Regions from separate parts of the Mus musculus genome. Here regions 2, 3, 4, 5 and 6 are each linked to region 1. The links are chromatin contacts, called in public HiChIP or PLAC-seq and promoter capture Hi-C maps. All regions are on one chromosome and are shown on one strand. The core of a region is the stretch at or near the end of the contact, and the rest is flanking DNA. Distances in the headings are between cores, read along the strand shown. Region 1 holds the start of Rgs22 (regulator of G-protein signalling 22). Region 2 has its middle 36 kb from the start of Gm22208. Region 3 overlaps Nipal2 (NIPA-like domain containing 2). Region 4 overlaps Gm32970 (a long non-coding RNA gene). Region 5 overlaps Stk3 (serine/threonine kinase 3). Region 6 overlaps Stk3 (serine/threonine kinase 3).

Region 1 (3,121 bases), core at 336-2,835:
GCAATAGCAATAAACACAACCAGGGAGCAGGTGTCTGCTTCCTTGAAATATAGGCACCCATTGTCTTAAGGGCACACAAATACCTGCCCCACACTGAGGAGTCAAATGTGGAGCCACTGGCGGGTTTTAAGTAGGTCAGATTTGCATTTAGATAGCTGGTTTTGCTTTCAGCATGGATAATGGATTTAAAGAGAACTCCTAGCTGGGAGCTAAGCCTGGAAGACTGACAAGTTAGGAAGCTTTTACAGCAGACCAGATGGGAGCTAGCGCTAAGGCTGTGTGTGGGTGCTCTTGGGAAAATGAGAGCAGAGCCCAAATGCAGAAATATGTTAAGGTAGAACTGGCTGAATCCAGTATTTACCTGAATGTGGGGTTTGGAGGGAAAGTTCTAGGGGGAAACTTTGAGTTACTCGGAAGATGTATCATTTAACGGTCATAAGATTTATGTTCCAAAAATAATTTATGTCCCCCCCCAAAATCTGTGTTTTAGTTGAGATAGGTTCTCAAGTAGCCCAGGCTGGCCTTAAACTTCTGATCCCCCTGCCTCCACCTTCCTAGTACAGATTTTGCAGGTCTTTGCCCCAACCCCGGTCAGAAGATGAAGCTCAAAGATCCTGTCTGGGAATGGGTATGATTTGGGTGTGGAGTGATAGGGTGGGGTATAGCTCCTGTTAGACATTTGCATTGGAAGTACTGCTGGGAAGGGGCAAGCAGTTAGCTTTGGGGTTTATTTGGTACCACTGAGGAAATTCAGAACTACAGAATGGGATAAGTTTTATAAAACAATTAGGAAGCAGTATTTCCAATGCAAATGTCTAACAGGAGCTATACCCCACCCTATCACTCCACACCCAAGTCATACCCATTCCCAGACAGGGACTTTGAGCTTCATTTTCTGGCCAGGGTTGGGGCAAAGACCTGCAAAACCTGTACAAGCAACGTGGAGGCAGGAGGATCAGAAGTTCAGGGCCAGCCTGGGCTACATGAGAACCTATCTCAACTAAAACACAAATTTGGGGGGGGGGACATAAATTATTTTTGGGACATAAATATTTTTAGTATTTAGAATAATTGTGTTTAAATTTTTATCTTTTCTATTTAAATAAATTCTTTTTTGTTTGTTTGTTTGTGGTTTTGCTTTACTGTAGCTCAGGCTGGCTTTAAACTCTTAGTAACTGAGAACAAGCTGTAACTCTATTCTCCTGCCTTCTTTTGTTAACTGTTAGGATTGCAGGTGTGTGCCACAGTACACAGGGCTCTGTTTTCCTAACTCCTTTCCTGAACACACATTTTAGGGTAACTGTAATCTGTGGTCCCCAGTTCGGGTAATTCCTAGTGGTCAGCGTTTATGAAAAACCTTTTGCTACAGGCGTCTGACCTAAGGAAACTGAGGCCTGGCTCTGCGGTCCTTCGCTGTGGGAGGATCTGCTCCCCCCGCCCCCGCAACAGCCCTTCCCCACCAGGAGCCGTGCGATCTCCACAGTAACGGCCGCTCCCCAGCCGCCACCCCTGGCCCAGGCGCCTCTGCTTTGTCCAGCTCTATGGCAACAGCGGGCAGCCCCAGGCCGCGTGCCGTGGGGCGGCAGTCGCTCCCCAGACAGCGGGGCCGGGCAGCTGGGTTCCCCCGACAGGATGCCGGAGAAGCGGCTCTCGGCGGGTAGGTGGGCCCCGGCGCCCTGCCGCAGTGCTCGGGCACCCGGACCGCGCTCGACCCCAGCCCCAAGCCTCCAGCCCAAGCCCGGGTCCCCAGCCCCAGCTCCCTGCCTTTTATACGAACCCCCAGGGCAGTCGCTATTACCTTGTGCGCTAACCACGCTAAGCTCTCCTTTTGCAAATGGGGGCCTTAGGTTAGCTCTGGGGTGACAGTGGGTCCCAAGCCAAAGTCCAAAGGTCTTTCCTCCCCACCTTCACCTGGAATCCTACCTTAAAATGTAATCCATGTGCGGATAATGAACATTTTACTGAGCTCACCCGGGATATATGTATATACAGTAGCGCCAGGGGCTGTCGCAGATGATTTCAGTTAGTCTAAAAGGAAGATCTGAGTACGAAAAGGTAACGTTTTGTCTCCTTCCAGAGCCGCCAGAAGTTACAGAAGAAGAGTTTGTGAGTACACAGTGGCGAGAACGGGTCTTTTTTTTTACATTCTCTTCGGGCTAAAGCTTTCTTCTGTAAAAGACCTCATGTAGTTTCTCCGTACCCTTGCTGTCCCTATGGGGGCAGGCCGGCTGTCTCCATGGCTTTGTTGTGATGTGCAGGGCAGCTCCTGGTTGCAGTAAACATTAGTAGGTAAAGTTGCTCACCCCAGCATTAGAGATGGGAAAGAAGGGCTGGGAGTCGGGGTCATCCTTTGTGACATAGCAAATTCAAGGCTATGTGAGATCCTGTCTTAAAAAATACCAGCCCTCCCTCACCTCCACCCCCATGGTAGCACTCAGGTCTTTAAACTCCAGCAGAGGCAGGAGGATTTCTCTGAGTTTGAGGCCAGCCTGGTCTACAGAGCAAGTTCCAGGACCGCCAGGGCTATACAGAAAAACCCTGTCTCAACAACAACAACACCACCCAGTCAATCAATAAATAATAAAATAACAAAGCCAAAAAACCCAAAACTAATCAACCAAACAACCAAAACAGACAAACACAAAAACAGCAACAGAAACCAGTCATCTATTTGTAAGTGTTTAAATTGTTTTCTAGACATTGTTCTCAGGTCAGAATTTTGGAGAAATTGAGCATACTAAATATTTGCCAAATCTATTTATCATTTGGGAGAGTGCTGTCTTTAGAGACTCTTCTAGAAAGCATATTGCTTACACGAGGAGCTTGCCCCAGGGCACAGACAGACACAGAGGCAACCCTTTTTCCTACCACCGTTGAGGCTGGAGCTCAAAGCGCGTCCAGTATTTACTAATGTGAATACTCTAGCACCCACTTCTCTTGTTGACTGATTATCCTATTTACTTTTGGCTTTTCATTCAACAAACATGAGTGACTGTGTATTCAAAGTATTGTCCTAAATACTGGGTCTAAGTCTCAAAAACGTTAACAGTCTAGCTGGGGCTAACATAAGAGAGAAGGCTAAGTCAGCAGATAGTAGGAGTAGTAGGAGGTGGGAGCAGGA
Region 2 (3,121 bases), core at 182-2,681, 1.6 Mb after region 1:
GTTTTAGGGAGCTCTTGGGGACCTAGCCTGGCTCTGGAGACCACAGGTGTGTGCAGCTCACCCCCCCCCACACACACACACACACACTTTAGGGGCACACATTACAACCACACCCACTCAGTCCCCAGCCAGCCAAGAGGGGACTACTGGACACCAAAAATGCCCAATATTCACAGGCTCACTGGGCTGTAGCCTCCCTCAGCCTTGAAGCAGGCTGATCCAGACTTTGACCTTGCTGCCACTAAGAAGGAGATTACCTAGGGTAGATGCTATGCATACTCTAGTGAAGTTTGCTTGGCAGGCCAAGAGGCCTGGGAGCACTCACAAGGCAAAGAGTTTCAGAGAAACTCACCTCCTAGAATATTGGCGTTCTCATAACCCATATACTCATACCCTACCCCCACGTTAGTCTGGTGTATGGATCCACGTGCTCTCTTTTAGTATTATTTTAGTATAAGTGCCTTTAAAGATTGAATTCTGACATAGCTAAGCCTTCGCCAGTGTTCCAACATCCTAGAAAATCCTTGAAGCCGACAAACTTGGAATTCAGTAGGAATTCAGTGAGAATGTCATCTATTCAGTAACATTCAAGTTTACTTCTAGTAGAAACAGTGAAACTAACTAGGCATTACAAAGAATGGAGCTAGAATAGCTCAGGGCTGGTCTGTAGAGTGATTACTTAGGACAATAGCCAGTCTTACCCAGACAAGGGAATACACTATGGTCTAGCGAATAGGTGGGTTTACCATGAAAGAGTTGGGGAATCCCACTGAGACAGGAATCTTCACTACAGCCAGGTATAGCAGGCTATACTGCATATTAGAAGCAAGTTGGTGAATTCTTCTGACAAATGGAGATTCTCCACAGATACTTAAAAGTTACACTCATACAAGAATTTATCGAGGCCTAGGAAATAGGAGGTTTGCATTATTCATGAGAAGGTCTGCTAGAGCAGAACCCCCTGGTGCTAGCTTTCACAAGGCTCAAAGGAGTAGCACAAATTGTGACTAGGGTGTGAAATCCTTACCTGTCTTTAGCTGACCCTAGGCAGGGAGGTTTTAACTTTACTGTAAATATTACCTGGTTCCTGTAAGTCCTTTTGAAGTCATTCCTTTGTTTTGTGCCAGGTAATTTCAATGTACTTTGCCTGCTGTGACATCCTACCCCCTTTATTTTCTGTATTATATAAGACTGGTGTTCACTTTGTGAAAATACATTCAGACTCTACACAACCTCTTGTGTTGCGTCTGTCTGTCATTCGCTGACTCCTTGTCCATCTGCAACCAGAGATCTGTTCTATGCAGACAGGGACCAAAGAGAGTCTGCAGCAGGTAGAGCCTTCTGACCTTGATGGCTCTATTTGCTCATCTCCAAGACTCTGCTTCCTGCAGAAAGGTCCTTGAGACGTTCCAGAGACACACCCTATAGATCACCTACAAGCTGGCTCCAGGCACCAAAAATGGGCTGGCGGGGGATGGGCCTACCCTCTTTATAAGCACGGACTCTCAGTAAACTTCAGAGGCTTTAAACAGAAAGGTTTGTCTTGGCCTCATTCTTTTCTCTATGTCTGATCTCTTTCAGCCCCAGCCCGCCTTTCAGGGAACCCAGTTCACATGGCCGCAGGTGGCTACACTGGGCCTAGAAAACAACAGTTAAATGTGGTTTCAGGCACCATAAACATGGACACTGTCTCAGATTATAGTTCAAACCACAAAAACAGTGGAACTCAACAAGCACAGGAGGCAGTATTCAGATAAGAAAAGGGGAGCCTTTAAATGTGACCAGAGAGCCCTGGTAGATTGCCTGGCTTAATCTGAATGAACATTACCTCATTAGTTTTTAAAGGCTTAGTGTCTCTCATGTATCTATCTAAAGATGGCTCAGGCATGGCTAAGCGAAAGCGCTGGTACAAAAAGGGATGCCGAGGATGTGGGGCACAAGGGGAACCCTCTTCAAAGTGAAAAGAGAAAGATCAGTCTCCCAGTCAAAAAGCAGCTAGAATTCAGAATGCAACAACAAAGGAACCCTTCAAGGACCCACCATCCTGTCTACCAGAGAGTGTACAGCTAAGCAGGTGGGTCAAGACAAACTAGAGAAGTAAATTAATGAGAGTAAGAAGAGCCCCTCCCGACAGAGCAAGCTTTACTATACTACCACCAGCAGCAGCACCAATACTACCCCCAACCCCAGTACCATCACCAATAGCAGCAGCACTGCCACCACACCACCACCAGCAGCAACGGCAGCACCACCACCACCAACATACTACCACCAGCAGAAGCAGCAGCACCATCACCACCAGCAGCAGCAGTAGCATAACCACCAGCACCACCACCACACACTGCAAGCTAGGAATTCTAAAGCTCTGCCTTCTGGACTAGATGGTGTATATCAGTCTCCTGGAGCCCTCCCTTCCAACTGCTCACTCTCCACTATCTCCAGGGATCTGGGCATTCTGCAGCTATCTTCCCTTTTGGGTATGGGGGTATTGTAGTGGCAGCCTAGGACACTGCTGCTACCCAGGGCACAACAGCATACTGGACCTGTAAAGGACAGCAATCTGTCTCCAGGCACAGTGGACTGGTTGAACATTGTACAGCCTTATCTAAAGTGAACCACCTGTTTCCTGCTGGGCTCAGCTCCTGACCTTCCAAGGTCTCCACAGAGTAGACCTTCATCCAAACCATAGCTGAGGAATGACAGCCTGGAATCTACACTCATTTTCCACTGAAACAAGGGAAAGTAAAGATGGCACCAAACAAAACCAGCTTCCAGCACTTCTTGTTTACTCTTTCCAGAGTCTCCTTGGCCAGGGGCTAGAGAGCCCTTCTTGAGGGAACACAAAAAGCCAGTTTGGGTTTTCTAGAGTTGTTTTTTCTTCCACGGTTCTACCGCCCACCTTTTGTTACATGCAAGTTCACTTGGGGGTTGGGTTCAGTCACAATGTGTTTCTAGCACTATTCAGAGATAGACAGGCTGCTGCTTATATGCTCCCTATATGCCCTTGCTGACCTCCCACTGTCCTGTCTATACAGAACGCTAATTAAGTTAGAGCTTCTGAATAAGATGTAGGAGACATGACACAAACGTGAAAGGACTGGGGAACCTGGGACCTGTGCCT
Region 3 (3,121 bases), core at 396-2,895, 1.5 Mb after region 1:
GCCAAAGGTTAGCCGGGCGTGGTGGCACATGCCTTTAATCCCAGCACTGGGAAGGCAGAGGCAGGCGGATTTCTGAGTTCGAGGCCAGCCTGGTCTACAAAGTGAGTTCCAGGACAGCCAGGGCTACACAGAGAAACCCTGTCTCGAACCCCCCCCCCTCAAAAAAAAAAGCCAAAGGTTAAAGAGAACCAGAAATAATCAGTGTAAAATGGTGTCTTCCAGACATGATAGTACAGTTCCAGTCATGAACTCAGCTCCTGTGGCTGCCTATGCAACACCTGCATAGATGAAGCCAGTCATCACTATAGTGTGGCAGGGAGGGGGCAGTGAACAATGGCCTGACTCACACCTGTGTGTCTGTTTCTCCAGTCAGCTAAGACCCAGGAACCTCATACAACACGGCCTGTAGAATTGGTCGGGGGGGGGGGGGGGGGTGTAATCATAAACTGATGAAATGGACAGCAGTTCTTTTTTTAAAAAAAAGATTCCTTTATTTTTAATTTTAAGATTTATTTTTATTTATAAAGGGAAGATATGGCTATGTTCATGTGAGTGCAGGTGCCTACAGAGGCTAGAGTCATCAGATGTCCGGAAGCTGGAGTTCCAGATGGTTGTAAACACACACACACACACACACACACACACACTGTACACACTCATGAATATACCCACATGGGTGCTGGTAACAAAACTCAGGTCCTCTGCAAAAATAGTATATTCTCTTAGCTGCTGTTTCTCCAACCTAAGATTTCAGTTTATGTTGTTTCACAATAGTTAATCAGTTCACAGGAAGATACTCAAGAATATTCACTCCTGTGAATGCTTCGACGTTTCTAAGCCTATTCCAAAGAGAATGAAATGAGACCATTCCTGCATCTACAAAATATGGCCTTACACTTAACTGTTGTCTATTTTATACCTTTATAACTAAGTTCTATATTATAAATAGATATAAGGATGGTTAAAAATAAGAAGTTATTTGCAGTCCAGAAATTAAGGCTATGTGGAATTAAGGAGATTCGTGGGGAACCTCACTCAGTATAAAGTCAATTAATCCAAGGGCAGCAAGCAGGACTGTGCAGGAGGAGACTGGCTCCAGGCTGCAGAGAGGCATTGGTAGGACGCACCAGTGATACTTTTCAGTTCCACCCTTACAAGCACACTGATTTCAAGCCTAAGAGAGAGATTATTTCACAAACATTCACAGTGCTTTGGATGGTGCGCAGTTAAAGGTAAGAAATGAACACTGAGTAAGTATCCCCCATGTCAGGTGCTGCATGAGATGTATAAACAACACCATTCTTAATTGTGGCTAAGGTGAATAGGAGTAGGAGATAGAGTCAATTTGGAGGTGATTAGATGGAATCAAATACTTGGAATATCATATTGCACAAAGGCAGGTAATAGCTGCAAGCTCTCATTGGCCCAGGATAGTTTCCTCAGAAATTAAAACCAAGTATCCTGTTGCCCAACTGATTTGGATTAAGGCAGGAACTAATAGACTGAGAGGATGATGAGAGTCAGAGCTGTGCCTGGTCCCTTCTGTCTGAATATCTAATAAGCTAGCTTTTGTAACCCTCACTGTAAACCTCCCTGTGGGATCTCTATTGTTCATGTGTCTCTCTGGTGCTGTTAAAAAGCCCTAACTGAACTGTGTCTGCAGTCCATTAGAGAATGGTCAGAGTGCAGCCTGCAGCCTTACTGGGGTCTTTTGAAATTCCAGAGAAGTCATGTCAAGCAGAAACGTTGGTCTCCAAGACTTTTATTAGAAACAAATGAGAGGAAACACAAGCAGACCAATGAGCAAGCGATGTGTAGTCTTACTCAAACCTTGATGCCACAGAGTCTCTGTCTCTGGGAGCAACAAGCTTAGTGCTAATGTGCTCAACTCACTGCAGTCCAGAAATGTCTGTGATGGATGTCTGTGACAGCATTTCACATGCATATTGGTTTTAGTGCTGAAAATATGCAGAAAATACCTCTTTTCCACATGGCTTGCATTTTTTTCTTCAGCACATTTGTCCAAAACCCAGCTTATATAAACCGTGTGGACTAAAGCTCTGACGTTTTAATTTTCTGTCTGCTCATACATTCTCAAGCAGAAAACTTGCTGAATTCTAAAGCTTTATTTGAAACATGTTTTCCATCCATCTTTGTTTTTTTGAGAATACCACAAACTATTTCTAGACAAATTGCTGACAGTGAAGTAATGGGCTATTAAATTTATAATACAGAATTAATGTTGTCAGTGGTGGTATTTTTACCTTTTGGGGGGATGGGAGACTTTTCAGGTCATTAATGCATGTCAAGGAAAATGTAGAAAGGAAAAGAGTACTGTCCTTAATCCAGGTAAATGTCTTGTCTAGAAAAATACAAATCACCATTGGTCAGTTGTTATGTCTTTGTTATCCTCAATAAATAAAGTGGGACTTTTTTCATCAAAATGAGTTTCTTGACACTTTCGTCCCTGACAGCATAGATAGATGGTGGGGCAACTTTTTCAGCATAAGAAAGCATCTTTCAAGCTGTCACATACTCAAAGCTTTAGATCCTAACTCGCTGGAATACATTGTAGTTGACATACTTTTTTTTTTTTTTCTAAAAATTCTACAACTAACGGGAAAGATAGTTGTAGAGCCGTACCTCAGCATGGTTTGAGCTGACTGAGCCCTTGAGTATGTTCACTCTGTCCATAAGAGTGAGGTCTGATTGTGGCTGACAGGGATGTGTTTTGGTGGTTTGTTTCTAGCAGTGCAAAAAAGCTACCATATAGTGACCAGAAACCAGAAGCCAGACATTTACTTGTTAAGGTCTGTTTGTAGAATTACTATGTAAATATGTTCTTTTCATGCGTAGAGTTTGAGATATTTTTGACAAAGGAATTTTTATTATTGTTTTTGCCTTCTGGTTTCTCATAGTATCAACATACTGTCTTTCCTACTATTATAGAGGTTAAAACCAAAAGTTGTCTTAGAGATGAAATTGATGAAATTCTCACTTGTAGATTAGGTCAGAGTTTATATATCAATATTTTCTACACTGGTGCCTATTACTAGAACTGGCCAATGCTTTGTATTGTTTGACTCAAACAGTGTTTTTGAGGGACATGAATTGGTGTCCC
Region 4 (3,121 bases), core at 363-2,862, 1.3 Mb after region 1:
CCATCCCAGCCAGACAAACAAACTAGTCACAGACCCTAGAAAGCTCAAATATCTTCAGCTCTCTAGAGGAGATAAGTGAGGAGTCGTCTGGGCCTGGCACACGAAATGCAGGGCCCTGGTCTTGCAAATTTTATATGCCTCAGTACAGGGGAACGCCAGGGCCAAGAAGTGGGAGTGGGTGGGTAGAGGAGTGGGGGGGGGTATGGGGAACCTTTGGGATAGCATTGGAAATGTAAATGAAGAACATACCTAATAATAATAACAATAATAATAATAATAATAATAATAATAATAATAATAATAAATGCAGGGCCCAGAGAACCTTCTCCAGAGATATACCAGTTTGGATGAAGGCTATGTCCAAATGATTCAGATACAAGAGTTGGGTGATCCTAGGTTCAGAGCTACATTTTTCCTCTCACCAATATCCCTTAAGTAAAGGAATAATTATAATCATGGACTCCTCACAGGTGTGGTGGGCTATGGAAATTTCTGGTGTACCAATAGGACAGTGTTCATATGTTCATAGTAGCTAACCTTGGGCAATTTCTTTTTTTGTTTTTGTTTTTTGTTTTTCTTTCGAGACAGGGTTTCTCTGTATAACTCTGGCTGTCCTGGAATTCACTCTGTAGACCAGGCTGGCCTCAAACTCAGAAAACCGCCTGCCTCTGCCTCCTGAGTGCTGGGATTAAAGGCATGAGCCACCACTGTCCAACCTTGGGCAATTTGGACCTCTTGGTTCTCTCCTGTATTCCTGAATCTCTTTTACAACACACGCACACAAACCAGGTTGCCTACCTACAACCTCAAGCCATTCTGGTAAAGACTGGATTCTTGATAAGGTTAAGTATGGAAGTTTCAGAGTAAGCGTCTAGAGAGAGGTAAATTCTCTTCATAATAGAAAATAAAGAGTTTTCGTTCCCAGATCAATGAGAAGAGGATGCAAATCAGCGGAGGTGAGAGAAAAGAGAACAGAGTGACAAGGCCCCTTGTGGTCAATAACCTAACCATAAGTTTGCACGCAGTCCATCACTACTCACGCAAATGCTTGTTCCTAGATGTTTGTGGAGCCCCAAAACCTGGATCCAATGTCTTAGAAGAATTAATGTGAGGCAGGCAGAGGCAGCGTGTGAGAACACAACCCACAAGTAAAGTATCCGTCCGCTCCCTCCAGGAATCAGCACGAATGTCAGGGAGGGATTGAGGCAACAACAACATATGGTATCAGTAGCTTGGGCCCCTCCACAGTCTCCCCGTCCACACATCTAAGCAGGAATAATTGCTGGGCTCTTCAAAAATCCCTCCCATTTCTACATGGTGCCTTCTTATGATATACCTAGCAGAGCATCTTCAGAGGGGCTGGCTGCTTATGTTGCTGTTTGTGGCTCCAAAGGCACGTGCCATGAGAGAGGCCACCAGGTGAAGGTTTTACTGCCTCCCTGACCCAGCTTCTTAGAAATCCTGTTGAGTCATCTCTAGAGTATCCTACTAGTCAACTCAGTCAAATGGACTCCCCGGGTTCAAGAGGAAAAAGAAGACCCAGCTCCCATCTCCTGATGGAAGAGTTGCAATCCTCTATAATGAGCATGTGGGGTTGCAAATACTGTTGTGGCCATTTTTGGAAAATACAATCTGCCATCAGACATAGCACAGATGCTGAGGGGTGGGGCAGTCCTCAGCTGATAGCTGAGTTACAAACGGGGGGTGGGAGAGCACTGCCATTTTTTTAAGACAAAATATTAACAGAACTAGACTTCAAATCAAACTAAGATCATTTGGAAGAATGCGGATAATGAATGGAGACTTTTATTATAGCAGATTTACCAGAATTGGCTGTGAAAATCATAATGAGAATAAACAAGCTAGAAAGAAAATGTTTCTCTCTTGTTCAAAACTAACTGGATAGGGCCAGCAGTGCTGGAAATTGAACAGGAAAGGTCTGGAAGAGGGCAGGGAGTCAGAGGGTCAGGTCTTGGCTGTTGGCAGGTACTGCACATGAGACACTGCTTAGTGCATGTGGTTGGGGCATGGACTTGAGGGCTGGGTATCTCCTGTTTGACTTCTTGATTCAGCAAGCTTGAGTCAAGGGCTGGCAGATTTGGTGTCTTCTCTTGGAGACTGTCTCCTTAGGGAAGGCCCCTCGGGACAAATGCTCCTTAGGACTGTGCATTCATGGCCTGGCCTCTTCGCATCAGAGACTTTCTCCTGCAGGAAAGTACCTCAGGGCTAGTTCCTCCTGTTCCCATTACTGTGGTTTTCTAGTGAGTCTGCATTGTGAGTTCCTGCAATCAGACCAGGAGTCCCTGACAAGGGACCTGGAGGGACTGTCAGGGCATACAAATTAGAATGTGGGGAATTATCACCTGCCCTTTATCACCATCAAAAGTCTCAGTGTTGAAGCAGGGGAGTAGTCTTAATGTTGAGAGGAATTATGAGATTGTAGTTGGACTCAGAGGGAAAGAAGACCTTGATTAATGGGAGCAGAGTCCTAGTGGTGTACACATTTGAAAATCTGTCCTATTCAGCTTCAGCTGTCTGAACAAGACTGAGGGAGCCCCATCCTCATCACCCAGCCACCTCTCCCTCCTTCTAGATATTCAGGGTTAATATTCTGTGGCCTCTGGAACCCATCTGTTCTTCTGTAAGCCACATCCCATCTCCCACACACCAATTCACTACTGATCGCATGGGTGATATTTTGGCCACTTCTTACTCTGGATTCTTTGAGTTTGAAGCACAATGGGTCAGTGCTGTTTAAATACACTGTTCCATGATGCTCTTTCATGAACTCCTATAATACAAGGCTGCAAAGACCTTAGACTCTAAGGCAAGTCTCTCATTTTATCAATTTGTTTCAAAGGTTAGGACAAGAAGAAGGCTTGCCTGCCAGTCTCTCTATCATTGCCTCTACTAGGACTTGCAGTGAGGCCCTCTTTGGGTATGGAACAGATCTCTTTTCTTGTTGCCAAAAGATCTCCTGGCAGCCCCCTTCCTTGCAGTGGGCAGGCCATGCCACAGATCATGCCAAAAAGTGTGAAACAGAAACGTGTCTTCCTTCTTGAAATAGGTTGTGGATCAACAGGCAGGGTCCTTAAGACCCCAACAATGCAGTTTGCCCAAA
Region 5 (3,121 bases), core at 345-2,844, 1.1 Mb after region 1:
TGTAGTGAAATCCAAGGAATACATGATGAAGGTGACTTTGTAAGCATCATAGTGACGTATATATTACACATCATCATTTTCATTGGAAGTTTTGTGAATATCTTAAATTCTGTAATCAAATAAATGATATTAAAGAAAGAAGTAATTTAACATAACAATTGTGGCTTATACTGAACATATGTTCTTGTTAATAGGTTTCATTATGATCTTTAAGAACTTGTATTTAGTTTGTACATTTTGGTTCATTTGATACCCTCAGTTTTTCTTAATTTTTATTAGCAAGTTGTTACAGTGGTTAACAAGAAGTATACAGATTTAAGCTGCAGTAGTTTCCCAGGGTTATATGATCCAGCTTCACAGGCTTCGGGAACATATGTAGATGCTTTTCTAGTTTGCTTTCGCTCTGACATACAATTGATATAGGCAAGCATGAAAGCTTGGGCAATTTTTCCTTGCTTTTTCTGGATCTTACTCAGGTTCTGTGGTATTTATGTAAAGAACAGTTTTGTTCCTTGGGAATGCATGTTGAAATTACCATGTGCAGTGTTTTGCTGTAGGCCCATTGGCACTGCCACAAAGGTAATGCATTGCCAGTAGGCCATTTCCTTGTCGGCTGCATTTACAACTTAATGGAAATATTACATGACTTTTTAAACAAGTGTTTTGGCAGGGAGGAAATGGCAGATTCCGTACAAACAAGCATAGCTTCCTATTCTTAACCACACTACAGCTACTCAAGGAATTGTAGTCGGTCTTCAGTTTGGGGTAGAATGGGGAGTCAGGTTGAAATAGGAATACATTGATGTTTACTATAAATAGTCATGTGTTTTTATTGCTGGATTTTATTACTGTTTAGTTGCAGTCATTGACAACTAATATATTTATGCATCACAGCTTAGATAATTTTAATGTAATTTAGGAATAACTGGATTTTGATTCATTGAAAAGTCCAGGATCACAGATAGGTCCTAGATGGTAACACTGCTTTTTATAGTTTTGTTTCTTAGCTTTGGCCTTGCTATATGATTGGTCCTTCATGACTGCCTAAGCATTACTTTTGGTTGTTTTAAATTGTGATTTTTGGCTCATGAATGACAGCAAAGAAATTTGGGTGATTTGTTCACACTGACATCAAACCTGATAATATTTCTGTCTCATCTTTTGGTCAGTCTGCTTTAGGTCTCATCTCATAGTTTGAAACTTGAAAGGTCATATTTCCGTTTTTTATTTGGAAGTTACTTCGTCATATAATTATTTCACTTCCACAGTCCTCTGACTGTTGAAGCACTTGCAGTTTTGAGTTTATATAAAGTTTATGTAAAGTTTATACTTTTGGAAACTGCCCACAGGAAAGACACTGTGCTTGACGGTCTAACATTTCTGTGGCCACATTCTTTTTCTAGTATAAATCTTTTCTCTTTTGTGGGGAAGAGAGACAATTTTGCTTTACTCCTTTCTCCTTTTTCTTTTTTTTCTTATTGCTCCTGACTTCTTATCCAATTGCCCGTCAGCTGTAGCAAGTTACACTGCTTGTGCTGTGGTAGAGACTGGCATTGGGTGTGTTCTTACAGCCATCTTAACACTGGCTTTTGTTATTTTTTGTGTTTCAGTTGTTGGTAATGGACATATGGACATCATATGTTCCATGGAATACTGTACAAAGCCAATCTGAACTGTTTCCATTTGCTTCAAGTTCAATCATGGTATTTATTTTTCCATGGCTCTTACTCATATTATCCATACCGTCTGCTTAGCTTATGTCACTGCTACCATGGACTGTGTTTCGTCTGATTGCCTCCATTTTTTAGCAGTATATAATTGCCTTTTCCCTGGAGCTCCCTTTGCATGGCACTGATTGATGTTTATAAATGAGCCCGAGATCAGTTAGATAACAGATATTCAGGTGCGCAGGGGTATGATATTCAGTTTATCTTTCTGTTTATACACAAGGAGAGTTTCATGTCCATTCTCCTGGACTAGGACTGACTATTCTAGTGAAAAAGTTCTGAGAGTGACAGTATAGACAGCACTACTTACCTTTTAGTATCCATAGCAACCACTGTGTGATATCAGAGTTCATTTGGTAAGCAAATCAAGTTACAGTTTTATTCTTGTATTTTGAAGGTGAAATACTCAAGCTCTTTTGCAGGCATGGGGAAATATGGCTCTGATATGATTTATTGCAGTGCCCTTTATCTCTCTAGCCTTGCATAAAGCCATTTCTAATTCTTTGCCGGTCATGAATAGAGGAGTTGCCATACTCTTACAACTCTGAGTGAGCCAACCAGTATTGTTAGGGGGAAGCTGAGCTTTAGGCTTCTGGGCCAGCTGGCAGGTAACCAGGGATTATTCATTCAGCTAATACTAATACCTACTGTCTACTAGGAACTGTTTCATATCCTGAAGATACAGAAATGGAAGAAAAACACAAACATTTCTCAATTGGGTTTGTATACTGAAGGGGAAAGAGAATGCAGAAGAGAAAGCAAGCATGCATACTACGTGGTAATAGGAAAGAAGCAAGGGAATAAAACAGGAAATGATGACTTGCAGAGAATGCTCAGTGTATTCTGTTGTATTTTTAGCCAATACCTCATCAGAAAGTGATAGATGAATAAAAACCAGAAGAAATTTAGACTGAGTATAGAATACTTCAAACAGAAGTAACAGTTTTATATTTAGTTATGTTGAAGGGAGAGTGTTCCTTTTGACTCCTGGTGTGTGTCACAGAGCATTGAAGGTTACACATCAGTGCTTAGACTTTTATTTTGAATGAGGGTAAAACATGTAAACTCCTTAGGAGGTTTTCGCATAAACTACGAAAGAGAAGCCCCTTGGTCTTGCAAACTTTATATGCTCCAGTACAGGGGAACACCAGGGCCAAGAAGTGGGCGTGGGTGGGTAGTGGAACGCGGGGGTGGGGGTATAGGGGACTTTCGGGATAGCATTTGAAATGTAAATGAAAAAATACCTAATAAAAAATTGGAAAAATAAAAAAAAATAAAGAAAGGGAGGGTGGCTAGTTGGTAAGAATGGCAATAGCAACAACATAGCCAGTAGTTTTATTTAATTTTAAATTAAAAAAAACCTGAGTGGTTTAAATAAAATATTTTCATATATA
Region 6 (3,121 bases), core at 356-2,855, 1.1 Mb after region 1:
ATGTTTTCCCATGTGCTATATATTTCAGAAAAAGACAAAACTCAAAACACTAGTTGCTGATACTGAACTATACATGTATGTGCATGTGTGTGTGCGCACAGGTGTGTGTGTGCACGTATATGCACGTGGGTGTGTTACTGTTTTGTGTAGATTAGAAGATAATGACTGTCATTGGGGTATTTTCATACGTACACATAATGCACTTTAATCACATTATGTTTCTTTATTTAAAATGTTTGTTTTATGCGTCTGTGTGTATGCATGCCATGCTGTGGCAGTCAGAGGACAGCTTTGGGGAATCAGTTTTTCTTCCTCCATTATAATACCATGTGGGCTCAGAGGACTAGACTCAAAGCTCCAGGCCCAGTGGCCAGTGCCTTTACTCATGAGCCATCTTCCCAGCTCCTGGCATCTCTTTTTAATTTTCACTTTTTGGAATTAGAGGAAACATGCAGTAAATGTCTTTATGTCTTAGTTTGCCTGCTGTGATGACCTACAGTTCTATTGTTTTTGGTTTTTGTCTGCTTTTTGTAACCGACTTTTTTTTTCACCTTTATGGTACCACACTTTAAAACTTTTGATGCTGTGGATGGCACTTAGGCTGGTGGCTTTATATGTTTTTATGCCAGTCACCCTTGCATTCAATAGTATTTTTTCCTCTCCTTGGTCACTTGATAAACTTTGTCCACTCTTCAAGTGTCAGGTTAGTTATGTCAGCTGTGAAGCTTCCCTGGATGGGACAACAGTGTAGTGAGATCAATGCCAGAAGTCGGCCATTTGGAGCCAGTGCCATTCAAGGCCTCTTAAAGATTATATTATTGCATTCTGACCTGTTTGTTTAATGACATATGTGTTTGTGTATGGTGTGTAGTGAGTCGAGGTGATGTTCAGCCGTAAGCATATGGCGGTCAGAGGATAACTTGTCAGATGGTTCTTGCCTTCCACCACGGGTTCTGGGCATCAGACTCAGGCTTGTGCAACAAGGGGCTTTACCCATCTTGCTAGCTCTTGGTCAGTTTTAAAGATCTTATGCAAGGGGACTAGAATGTTGGCTAAAGCAGCTAAGAGCATTTGTTCTTGCAGAGGGCCTGAGCTCAGTTCTCAGTACACATGGCTGTTCACAACTCTCTATAATTTCACTTCCAGGGGATCCAATACTTTGACCTATGTTAACTCCTATACACATACATGCATTCACACACTCACACACACATACACACACATATATTTTTAAAAAGATCCTATGCAGAATCGTGTTGTGAGTAAAACTTAGTATGATAGTTTGTAATAAAATTTTAGATTTCACTACCACAATGACTTGTAGTATCCTTGTGAGCTAACAGTAATAAGTACATAAGTAATAAGTAATTGATACAGTGTTTCATATGGATCGATGATTAAATGAAGATGAGTTAACTTTGACTCATTTTTAGAAATGGAAATTCCTAGCTTTGTATAAAGTTAAAAACTTCACTTGCATTGGCTTTTACTGACTAAAAGCATTAAGGATTTCTGTTTATTTTAAAATCATTTATGCATTTGCCCTTGAGACAAGTTGGTGGGTGCATTTTTTATCAAAACCATATACATGGTGACATATTAAATGTATCATATTATTATACTAATCATATGACTCCAGAAACAAAAGTAACCAGAGGACTAAAGCCTATCAAAACCATCTTTTTGTTTTTGTACAATGAAATTCTTTTTAAATTTGCCAGGGAATTCATAGTAAAATTGAAACCAGATGTAGACTTCCGTCTTTTAATGTATTAGCTTAGCTACAAACGTCTTATTTCCATCCCTGAATGCTGAGTGCTTCATCTATGGCTCTCTTTCTCTGTCTCTCTCTCTGTCTCTTTCTCTCAGTCTCTCTGCCTCTCTCTGTCTCTTTGTCTCTGTCTCTCTGTCTCTCTCTCTTCTAGAACAGACTATAAAATGCCATCAAAATGATTTTAAAAGGACTTTGCCATTTCATCTAGTATTAGGATGAGATTAAACCCTAATGCATTGAGAATCACCTGATTCAGCATAAACAGAGTATTCCTGCTGATAATTTCCACTTGAAGGAATTGGAAAGAAGTATTAGCTGTAGTCTGACAGTTCATCTGTGACTTTTCTATCCTAGAGCTGAAATCTTCAGTATTTCCTTCTGTTGGAAGTAAATTTTATTTTTGTATTTTTTTCTTCTAAGAGTTTTCAGTATAACCTAATTATATAGTTTTTATTGCAGTGGTAAAACATCATTCCAAAAATCAACACAAGGAGGGAAGGGCTTATTTCACCTTACAACTTATAAGTCCATCACTGAGGGAAGCCAGGGCAGAAACCTGGAGTCAGGAGCTGATGCAGAGGCCATGGAGGGTGCTGCTTTCTGGCTTGCTCAGCCTGCTTCCTTTTAGTACCTAGGACCACCATCCCAATGGTGGTACTATCCACAGTGGGCTCGACTCTCTCATATCAGTCATCAATCAAGGAAATGTACCACAGGCTTGCCCATAGGCTAGCTGGGTGCAGGCATTTTCTCAGATGAGGTTCCTTCTTTTCATATGACTCTAGCTTGTGTCAAATTAACATAAAACTATCAAGACACTGACCATTTTTTTTTTGAAATGGTTGAGTCAGTGTCTATTTGAACTGATAAAAGTTTTATAGACATGAAACACCATTATTACCTTTATTAAATAATGGGAGTAGATTCTACTTGAAATATAGCCACTTTGGGTAAAGCTATAATTTTTATATAATAAAATATTTACAACAGAGATGATTTCAAAATGAAACTCCATTGTCTTAGGGAGATGAAGATTGGACTTATTTTTTAATAGCAGATGGGTGCTCCCTACAGGTTGAGAACTTAGTGCCTAAGAGGGATCATGAGGCTCTCTCCTTATTTTAATCACCACCTGGGGACTTCATGCTGTGTCATTTAAGCAGACACACTTGGGAAATTTGGTCATTACTGATTATTTTCCTAGTTGCTTACTTAATTGCCAGATAAGAATTTAGCTTTAGTTTTGTGACTTGGATTTTATTATACTGACTCCATTTGGGTTTTAATCTGTGTTCTTGGTGACTAGTATAGGAGCTCAGTCTAAAATAATGGTCTGATGTAACTTTT

The links. Promoter capture Hi-C pulls out the DNA fragments that hold promoters and counts their contacts. HiChIP or PLAC-seq counts read pairs in DNA pulled down with a chosen protein or histone mark.
Region 2: a contact with region 1 is called in an H3K27ac HiChIP or PLAC-seq map of embryonic stem cells, with 7 times the contacts expected there. The contact joins the enhancer-like site here to the promoter of Rgs22 in region 1. A contact is called at or near these places in 13 of 39 promoter capture datasets (the 3T3-L1 cell line, 3T3-L1-derived adipocytes, the C10 cell line and 9 more), 3 of 115 datasets of contacts at active chromatin or transcription factors (all in embryonic stem cells) and 1 of 9 other capture datasets (embryonic stem cells).
Region 3: a promoter capture Hi-C map of second pharyngeal arch cranial neural crest shows a contact between it and region 1, with 8 times the contacts expected there. The contact joins the enhancer-like site here to the promoter of Rgs22 in region 1. A contact is called at or near these places in 13 of 39 promoter capture datasets (the 3T3-L1 cell line, 3T3-L1-derived adipocytes, the C10 cell line and 8 more).
Region 4: a promoter capture Hi-C map of hippocampal neurons shows a contact between it and region 1, with 7 times the contacts expected there. The contact joins the enhancer-like site here to the promoter of Rgs22 in region 1. A contact is called at or near these places in 7 of 39 promoter capture datasets (the C10 cell line, the HPC-7 cell line, HPC-7-derived erythroid cells and 4 more) and 1 of 9 other capture datasets (embryonic stem cells).
Region 5: a contact with region 1 is called in a promoter capture Hi-C map of embryonic stem cells, with 6 times the contacts expected there. The contact joins the enhancer-like site here to the promoter of Rgs22 in region 1. A contact is called at or near these places in 12 of 39 promoter capture datasets (the 3T3-L1 cell line, the C10 cell line, cranial neural crest and 8 more), 2 of 15 datasets of contacts at CTCF or cohesin (pro-B cells and stem cell-derived epiblast-like cells), 39 of 484 Hi-C or Micro-C datasets (the C2C12 cell line, CD8 T cells, the HL-1 cell line and 27 more), 5 of 115 datasets of contacts at active chromatin or transcription factors (astrocytes, embryonic forebrain, embryonic stem cells and 2 more) and 1 of 9 other capture datasets (embryonic stem cells).
Region 6: a promoter capture Hi-C map of pre-B cells shows a contact between it and region 1, with 5 times the contacts expected there. The contact joins the enhancer-like site here to the promoter of Rgs22 in region 1. A contact is called at or near these places in 16 of 39 promoter capture datasets (the 3T3-L1 cell line, 3T3-L1-derived adipocytes, the HPC-7 cell line and 10 more), 2 of 15 datasets of contacts at CTCF or cohesin (pro-B cells and stem cell-derived epiblast-like cells), 34 of 484 Hi-C or Micro-C datasets (the C2C12 cell line, CD8 T cells, the HL-1 cell line and 23 more), 4 of 115 datasets of contacts at active chromatin or transcription factors (astrocytes, embryonic forebrain, fibro-adipogenic progenitors and 1 more) and 1 of 9 other capture datasets (embryonic stem cells).

What each region holds. Positions count from the first base shown.
Region 1 is chr15:36,138,864-36,141,984 of GRCm38.p6, reverse strand. Rgs22 (regulator of G-protein signalling 22) reads left to right here and starts at 1,585. Exons shown (of 28, transcript NM_001195748.1): 1 at 1,585-1,657; 2 at 2,078-2,106. The coding sequence starts at 1,633.
Region 2 is chr15:34,565,786-34,568,906 of GRCm38.p6, reverse strand. No RefSeq gene overlaps it. Among named protein-coding and RNA genes, the nearest start is that of Gm22208, 36 kb to the right of the region's middle. Within about 2 kb of position 1,431, at least 14 of the 459 cell types and tissues checked have an H3K27ac peak or open chromatin away from gene starts, as enhancers often do. A contact at or near this core is called in embryonic stem cells and stem cell-derived epiblast-like cells, where this site is marked.
Region 3 is chr15:34,635,430-34,638,550 of GRCm38.p6, reverse strand. All of the region lies in intron 3 of Nipal2 (NIPA-like domain containing 2), which reads left to right. Among named protein-coding and RNA genes, the nearest start is that of 4930413F20Rik, 38 kb to the left of the region's middle. Within about 2 kb of position 1,645, at least 8 of the 459 cell types and tissues checked have an H3K27ac peak or open chromatin away from gene starts, as enhancers often do. A contact at or near this core is called in second pharyngeal arch cranial neural crest, where this site is marked.
Region 4 is chr15:34,817,367-34,820,487 of GRCm38.p6, reverse strand. The region is part of intron 2 of Gm32970 (a long non-coding RNA gene); the gene reads left to right. Among named protein-coding and RNA genes, the nearest start is that of Kcns2, 18 kb to the left of the region's middle. Within about 2 kb of position 1,612, at least 6 of the 459 cell types and tissues checked have an H3K27ac peak or open chromatin away from gene starts, as enhancers often do. A contact at or near this core is called in hippocampal neurons, where this site is marked.
Region 5 is chr15:35,062,619-35,065,739 of GRCm38.p6, reverse strand. The region is part of intron 6 of Stk3 (serine/threonine kinase 3); the gene reads left to right. Among named protein-coding and RNA genes, the nearest start is that of Stk3, 92 kb to the left of the region's middle. Within about 2 kb of position 1,594, at least 7 of the 459 cell types and tissues checked have an H3K27ac peak or open chromatin away from gene starts, as enhancers often do. A contact at or near this core is called in pro-B cells, where this site is marked.
Region 6 is chr15:35,079,270-35,082,390 of GRCm38.p6, reverse strand. The region is part of intron 4 of Stk3 (serine/threonine kinase 3); the gene reads left to right. Among named protein-coding and RNA genes, the nearest start is that of Stk3, 75 kb to the left of the region's middle. Within about 2 kb of position 1,605, at least 8 of the 459 cell types and tissues checked have an H3K27ac peak or open chromatin away from gene starts, as enhancers often do.